Regions from separate parts of the Pan troglodytes genome. Here region 2 is linked to region 1. A link is a contact called in public Hi-C data. All regions are on one chromosome and are shown on one strand. The core of a region is the stretch at or near the end of the contact, and the rest is flanking DNA. Distances in the headings are between cores, read along the strand shown.

Region 1 (3,592 bases), core at 1,009-3,508:
CTTTGTAACTTTCAGAAACGTGATGTGACTTTGTAATTTTCAGAGACATATTATCTTCTGTGAAGTATTTATTGCATGCTGCATCATCAGACCTAGGACCTCAGATTTAAGAAGCAGTGAGGTCGTATTTTTTGATGCATTATCACACACCAGGCTCTATTCTAAATGACTTCATTCAATATCCACGGCAACCCTGACAGGTAATTATTATCTGTAATTTACAGATGTAGTAACTGAGGCTCAGAAGGTTTGATTGCATGGCTAACAGATGGTTGCACAGGAATCCAAATCTCAAGAGCCTGGTCTTTCTGCAAACCCCTCTGCCTTTTAATGATTATAAAACCCTAAACCAGGCTTAAGTATATAAGTATGTAAGTAGGTGACTGTTTGCCATCAAACTTAATATTCCACCAAGCACTGTCAGGACACAGCAAATCTATACATGAGCACATTTGATTCAGCATCTCTCTTCTGCTCTCACTTTATTGACCTTATATCTTAGCATATTCACATATAACGTCTTCCACTTACTTTCCATTAGACTGATGAAGGCAGGTATATATTCCACAGGGAAGAGAGAGGTGGGTAGTTCTCTGAAAAACGCTTTCAACATTACTGCAGCTTCTCTATGGCACATTTTGTCCCATTTAAATTTATCAGCATTAAACTTGGCATCAAGTTCTTCACGGTATTGCTGTAAATCAAGGAAAACAGTCAGTATTCAATGCATTTTTACCACCTGACCCCATTTTCCCCTTCGAAAACTGTTCTTATATAAACTGTTTTTGTAAACAGACTGGTAAAGTAATGTCTACCAAGAGTAATTTTTTTCAACATGATTAAGGTAAATAGCTATGTGAGGATGAATTTTTAAAAACAATTTTCTAAAATATTTAAAAAATAATGTTGATCTTGAAATAATTTTCTAATTCTACACAAATATAGAAGTTCTCTACTCTGATCACAGTTTCATTTCTGTGGTTTTGGCAGAATACCACTATTCCCACATGATAAATACACTGTTAGATTCTGACAAAGTCTCCGTTCCCCCTCTTTTCATAATCCCTTCTGCCATCCTCTCTTCTGTTTCTAAATTAGATCAAGAAGGTTTGCCTCTCAGCCAGTTCACAAACAGAATGAGAAATATCCCAATAAAGTAACTCTGACCTCGCTGCAACATGCAAACCTATGACATCTTCCTGGAGCAGTGACAGCGAAGTTTTATTCCAAGACAGACACATGCCTTCCACATGTTTGCATGCTTGCCCAATCCTTTGTAAGGTTTGGAACACTGTGCAAATACTTTTAAAAAAACCTCTAAGCCTCCGTAAGTTCTACTTGGCTAACAAATTTTACATTATGAATTCATCTGATTATCAATGCCACTCAGGCTTCATGTTTCTTTTCAAAGGCAAACTCATTTTTTACTGCTCCTTTGAACTACAAGGTTTACCTATAATGCCAGCAGTTATAGTCAGTCTCCCAGCTGACACTAACTGCTCCAGAAAAGATACTTAGAAAGGGAACTCTAAAAGCTCTGTTTCTTTAAGACCTCTGCTTTATTCTCATGAGAAGCCTAATTCTTCTGGCCTTGAGCATGCACAGCCAGAGTCAGTGTGCACATCTGACCTTTTCCTAATAAGGATTAGCTCATTAACCAGCCAGACATAATCACTCTCTTGGCTCCCAGAGCCTGAAAACTGGAGGTCCCTGGCAGCACAAGTTTCTTGCAGAGATACACATGATTCTGATGCACCCTCTAACCTCTACTGATAAGATCAAAAGGAGATTTTCATCTTGCCCTGGAGAAGCTTTCAATCTTATAGGAATACTTTGGCTAATCAAGAAACCCTCTGGTGATAAATACACTTTACAAAACCTTAAGCATAAATATAAAGTTCTTCCTAAAATGAAAGAGATAGAGTGGGCTCTGAAAAGAGGATGCATGAGATCCATTCTTTGCCTTTCGGTGTCCTGTAATCTAGTGGGTGGGACTATTTCATGAGCTGATACGACTAATTTAGAGTGCACATGCTATAAGAAAAGTCATGTATTGGTGCTATGCAGCCAGGAAAGAGAGGAGTCAAACTCTGCTAGGGGCAAGTCTTGAGGATTACAGGGAATAGGAAATAGAAGGGGATCCTGCTCAAGCAGTGACACAAATGCCAGCAGATCCAGTGTGTCTGGGGAACTCCAGTTCATTCAGCCTTGCTGGCGCATCTAGGGCAAGCAACAAGGCTGGAGAGCAGCGAGCGCCAGTGCTAAGGGGACTAGCCTTCACGCTGTAGGCAATGAGGCAGCCTGGAACATCTCTAAGCACGGGAATGGCAAGGGTAGATTTGTCTTTTCTGACAGCCAGATGGAAAAATGATTTGGGGGAGCGTGGAGCTTGGCATAGGTCGGGTGGGTGGAAGCAAGTGACAGGCAAAGAACCCAGTTATCAAGCCACAGCACCACTTCCAGGGAGGGATAACTAAGGACTAATCTGGATAAACAGTTGTAGGATAGAAAGGAGAGGAGGCATTGAAGAAATGCCCAGGAGGGAAAATTCTCAAGAATCAGTGATGGATTGAATATGAGACTCAAAGGGAGAAATAATCATCCGAGATGATTTTCCAAGACGATTTCCATCTGATTTGTAATGGGCAGATGGCAGTGTTGTTAACAGGAAAAACACAGGAGGAGGAGTAAGCATTTCCCATCAGTCGCCTGGTACCACTGCAGTAAAGCAAAGGGGACATTGTTTTCCAAGTGCACAGGAAGCACCAGCGAGAGGAGAAGAATTCAAATTCATTTTCCACATACCTCTGCAAAGGAATCTATCTGAATCACAAATGTGGCCGTCCTAACCTGTGAGTAGTTCCCAGTCACCTAAGGGGCAACAGGGCACCAGGGTCAAGGGCAGGTGCTACAACCAGATCCTTTAGGCTTTTATCCGAACTCAGCAACTGACTAGGTTATGGTCTGTGCTTCAAGCTTCTCAATGTACAATGGAATATTAAAACGACATTCCCAAGATCAAAACAAATAATATCATGTAGAGCTCACAGGGCAGGGCCTGCCATGCTGACAGCTCTCAATAAACACCGCACTGGCTGCTCGCCCCTCCCCCACTCTCAGGTCTATTCTAACCTGCAGTATCATTACTATGGGAATCCCACGCGTATGCGGCGTGACTGTTTAGGGAATAATACCGCGTCATATTGTCTGGATGGCTAGTATAAAGCAACACTGAGAGAAATAATGTCTTTTTTTGGTTCTGAACAGAGCTGACATTTCTGTGGTGGCCCCAATGTGAAACCACGTCAACCGGGTATGAGTTTACCTTGCCAAAGATGGGGAGCACTTAGAGGTTCAGAAGCCCTGTTTTTCTGACCCCTGACTAGGCAAGGATGAGAAGTCTTGTCATTAAATCTCCCTTCAGCAAAAATGCAATGTGCCTCTATTTTGGAGGTAGTTTTATACAAATGCAAATGACCAGCCTAAATAAGCCAGGTGAGGTAATTATAAAACATTTAGAACAGCCTTGGAATGATTCAAACTAGTCAAAAAAGAAAATCTCGCATGTCAAACAGTCTGCCTCTTTCCATAA
Region 2 (3,808 bases), core at 1,196-3,695, 150 kb after region 1:
GAAAAGGCTAGAAAAAAAAAACCTTAAAAACATATAAACTCAGGTGTAGTGGGGGGTCTGGAAAATAAAAAAGAATGGTTTGCTTTGAATTGAACCTATGCCACCAAGAGCTAAAAAATAACGCAGATACAAAAGTCCACGCTTTCTAGTGCCGTTCTGGTCATTGCTCCACAAATAGGTTACAAATGTGTAAGCAATTTAAAGGAAAGGGTATTCTTGAAAGAGAGAGTGCTTTCTTCAGAAGTAGAACAATATGATCTTGCTTCTTGGCTTGAAAGGAAGTATTGATCATTAGTGAGTGAGTCAAAGGTTAATAACTTGGGCCTGATTATTTCTGTTATCAGACTTATGATTAATGGTGTCCTCTGGCTCTTTGTAAATACAGGAACCTCTTTTTGATTGCTTTTTTACTGGGAACCAAGGAATTAAGCTATTCTCTTGTGATTGGGTTGCAGGGGGCCAGGGGGTCCTGCAGCAGAGGAACAATGGTACCAAGGCTCCCATAGACAGAGTGCAGGGCAGTCATCAAAAATGCAAACTTGGAACAACGTGAATCTAATTGGCAACCTTAAGGTGAAATACTAGCTCTGACATGTAACGCTTGCTCTCATGTATTATCATTCCACAAGACCACATGCTGAGTTAATAGAACTTCTGCTTCTAGTTTGCTTTGGAAACGGATGTAGTTTCAAATTGCCCAAATGGCACAATCTGGCTGGCGTTCTGAGACAGCTGCTGGGAATTATAGACAGGACAGCTACACTAGAACCGTTTAAGAAATGGACAAACTTGGCCCATGCTTTTCATCAAAACACACACACACACACACACACGCACACACATATATATATATTTATAGTTAGTCATAATCTGAGTACTTACAGCCAATAATTATGTTTAGAAAAGAAAATACCCTAAAGACAAATGCCAGTTTATATCTTCGAGCAGCCTTTAAAAGTATATGCACAACTCCTAAAGCTGGAAAAAAAATGTTATTTTCCCACTGTCTTTATATAAAAATGAGATTTCACTCAACCTGCTGTTTTTGAAAGAAACAACATTTTCTTTGTTAGCCAAGCCCAACATAGATCTCTTGCCAATGTACTTTGTTCTTCTCATGGATACTAGCCAAAAAGATATTCCTTGAAATAAAGTCACAATCTGTTAATTAGGAAATCAATTAAAATCACAATCAATTAAATTAGGAAACAGAAGTAATTATCGCACAACTAAAGTTAAAAGTATGAGATAAAAGAAATGATTAAAAATAAACATGATGAAAACACACCACTCAAACTGCCCCCTTGTAAAGAAAAGCACTCGTCGGTGGATCAGATAGTCACATTTACACAAATAAAACTTCCCCCAAATATGTATTAAATATCTAACCATCTCACTCATCATAATACTTTTGTCTACCCACTTAAACGTTTTTGTTTCAGTTAATGAAAGTCTCACTGGCCTTGATCTTGCATCAAATGGATGATCACTGATAGAGTAATTTAACATAGATCCTTGATTAAATCTGAAATGTACAGGATGAGATGCTTATAGACTTCTTTTGACCAAAAGGAAATATAATTGCATTGACAGCATAGAGTTGACATTAGCAGTAATCAAATAACGACACCAATGCCTTTATACAATTGAAAGGCTTTAACATGTAGAAATAAAATTGTCTTTAAAAGTCTATTGAGGTGTACTTTTTAGAGAATTTCTCAACCTAAATTTTAAACCAGGCATGCAGTTACTGAACAAGCTCTCAAAAGGAGTATTCTGAGGATTTAGGGTTATTCATTTACTGTTTTCTTTTCATGTGCTGCTTGTGTTTCATTTGGAATATTTTTTAATTTCCCGATGTTTTATAGGCAACTTTGGCCGAAATGAGATATACATGACTTATCCTCAAATCGTATCAAGAATGCAATCCTGCTGCTAATCTCTGCTAGCCAACGACTTCAGCCCAGGCTGGTGGAGCCTTCGAGCGTTTCCCACCTCCAGTCAAAGACAGTGCAAAGAACCCCAGGCTCACTCATCTAGTCCACCAAAACTTGAAACAACATCCAGTGACGGCGGTCGTGCGCTCAGGCAGAAGGCGCAGCTGCACGGCGAACCCCCCAAGCCCAGCGCGACTGCGCCGCCCTGGTGGGAGCGGCTCCGGGTACCTGCTGAGCGGGTGGCTGGCTGCGGCGCGGGGCGCGCAGCGCGACTCGGCGTTGGGGGGCTGGGCGCGGGCGTACGAGTGGTAGGCGGTCAGCACCACGCCGCCCGAGTCCTCCACCTCCATCGTCAGCCGCGCATGTCTCGGCGCCGGCCCCAGAACAAAGACCGGGACCAGCATGGACCGGCGCGCCGGGAGGCTGTCAGCAGCTGGGCGGCGCGGCCCGAGGTGCGACCAGGCGCTCTCTCCCGCGGCTGTCAGGGGCCCCCGGGCAGGCCCGCCCCGCCCCGGGCGCGCGAATTCGCAGACGCTGGGAACCACGCCCACGGGCTGGAGTGGGGGCGGGCATAGTGCGTGTGTGTGTGTGTGTGTGTGTGTGCGCGCGCGTTCCTGTGTGTGCCTGTTTGTGTGCCTGTGTGTGTGCGTGCGTCTGTGCCTGTGTCTGTGTGTGTACCTGTGTGTGCCTGTTTGTGTGCCTGTGTACGTGTGCACGCCTGTGTGCGCGCCTGTGTGTTTGTGCCTGTGTGTGCGCGCCCTTGTGTCCATGTGTGTGCCTGTGTGCGCGCGCCTGTGTGTGCCTGTGTGTGTGCCTGTGTGTGTGCGCCTGTGTGTGCGTGCGCGCGCATGTGTCGGGAGTGCGCGGGGAGGTGTGATCCCCGCTTCTAGGAAACTGGAAACCGGCCGGGATCCTTTGGGGCTCCTGCTAGCGGCTCTAGTAAAGTTTGTTTTTCTTTGTTTCTTTTTTTTTTCCTTTTCTCACTCCCCCTCCCAGCCCTCTTCCAACTGGAGGCTTATCCTGTGGCTGGGAACATTTCCTGCCTGGCTGCGAGGAGTGAGACTAAGAAACCATACCTCAGGCTGAGGAGAGAGGCCAGGTTTGATATGTGTGCTCTGGGGAAGAAAAGGAGAAAATGTGACACTCTCTCATTTAAAGCATCCACATCAAAAATTGAAGAACTGGATTACATTGCTGTTTACTTAGTCAAGTTACAATAAACTTGATTTCCTTTTGGGTCAGGTAATCCCCTTTTACAGCAAGGGAACGCTTCCCTCCCACACCCTCAGTGCGCCACTACCAGACTCTTACCTCACTCTCACATCCCTTTCCTCCTCCCAATCATGATCACATTAACAGATACCGTTTGCAGCTTGTCTGAAAATTAGACTTTATTATTATAAGCCAAATGGATGTTATTTCCAGAAGTTACTGTTGGTGGGGGACGATGTAGGGACTGGTTCGAGGTAGATTAAAAGGGGCATCATTAGAAATCTTGAGTCTGAAGTATGTCCTTATCCACATAGGACTAATAGCACAAATGGAAAAACAACATTCTTATAGCTGATTAAAAAGTAACCAGAAGTATGCCTAGGAAGAGGCCCACGTGAATGTTTTACTCACACGGACAATGTGCTTTATCTGCTGTCTCTTCCGTGCATCTCTAGGAGCTAGATGAAGTGGAAAGACAAGTTAATCTATCCCTTACTGGAGGGCAACTTGATCATGCTACTTAACATCTCGGAATCTCTGTTGCTGCATCTGTGAAATGGGGAAAATAACGTTCATCTCGTGGGATTAAAGCAACAAGTACATATTAGGTTTTCAAGAAATGGGGGTACTCTTTGCTCTTTACATTCAACAAGAAGGGA

Evidence for each region. A called contact is a pair of places that touch in the nucleus more often than the background predicts.
Region 2: a contact with region 1 is called in a Hi-C map of induced pluripotent stem cells, with 1.6 times the contacts expected there. The contact joins the promoter of ARHGAP28 here to the enhancer-like site in region 1. A contact is called at or near these places in 2 of 7 Hi-C or Micro-C datasets (induced pluripotent stem cells and stem cell-derived neural progenitor cells), 1 of 1 datasets of contacts at active chromatin or transcription factors (stem cell-derived excitatory neurons) and 1 of 1 other capture datasets (stem cell-derived neural stem cells).

What each region holds. Positions count from the first base shown.
Region 1 is chr17:24,014,558-24,018,149 of NHGRI_mPanTro3-v2.0_pri, forward strand. It overlaps ARHGAP28 (Rho GTPase activating protein 28), which reads right to left. Exons shown (of 19, transcript XR_001711230.4): 11 at 532-694. Among named protein-coding and RNA genes, the nearest start is that of ARHGAP28, 150 kb to the right of the region's middle. Within about 2 kb of position 2,259, at least 4 of the 24 cell types and tissues checked have an H3K27ac peak or open chromatin away from gene starts, as enhancers often do. A contact at or near this core is called in induced pluripotent stem cells and stem cell-derived neural stem cells, where this site is marked.
Region 2 is chr17:24,163,492-24,167,299 of NHGRI_mPanTro3-v2.0_pri, forward strand. It overlaps ARHGAP28 (Rho GTPase activating protein 28), which reads right to left and starts at 2,446. Exons shown (of 19, transcript XR_001711230.4): 1 at 2,166-2,446.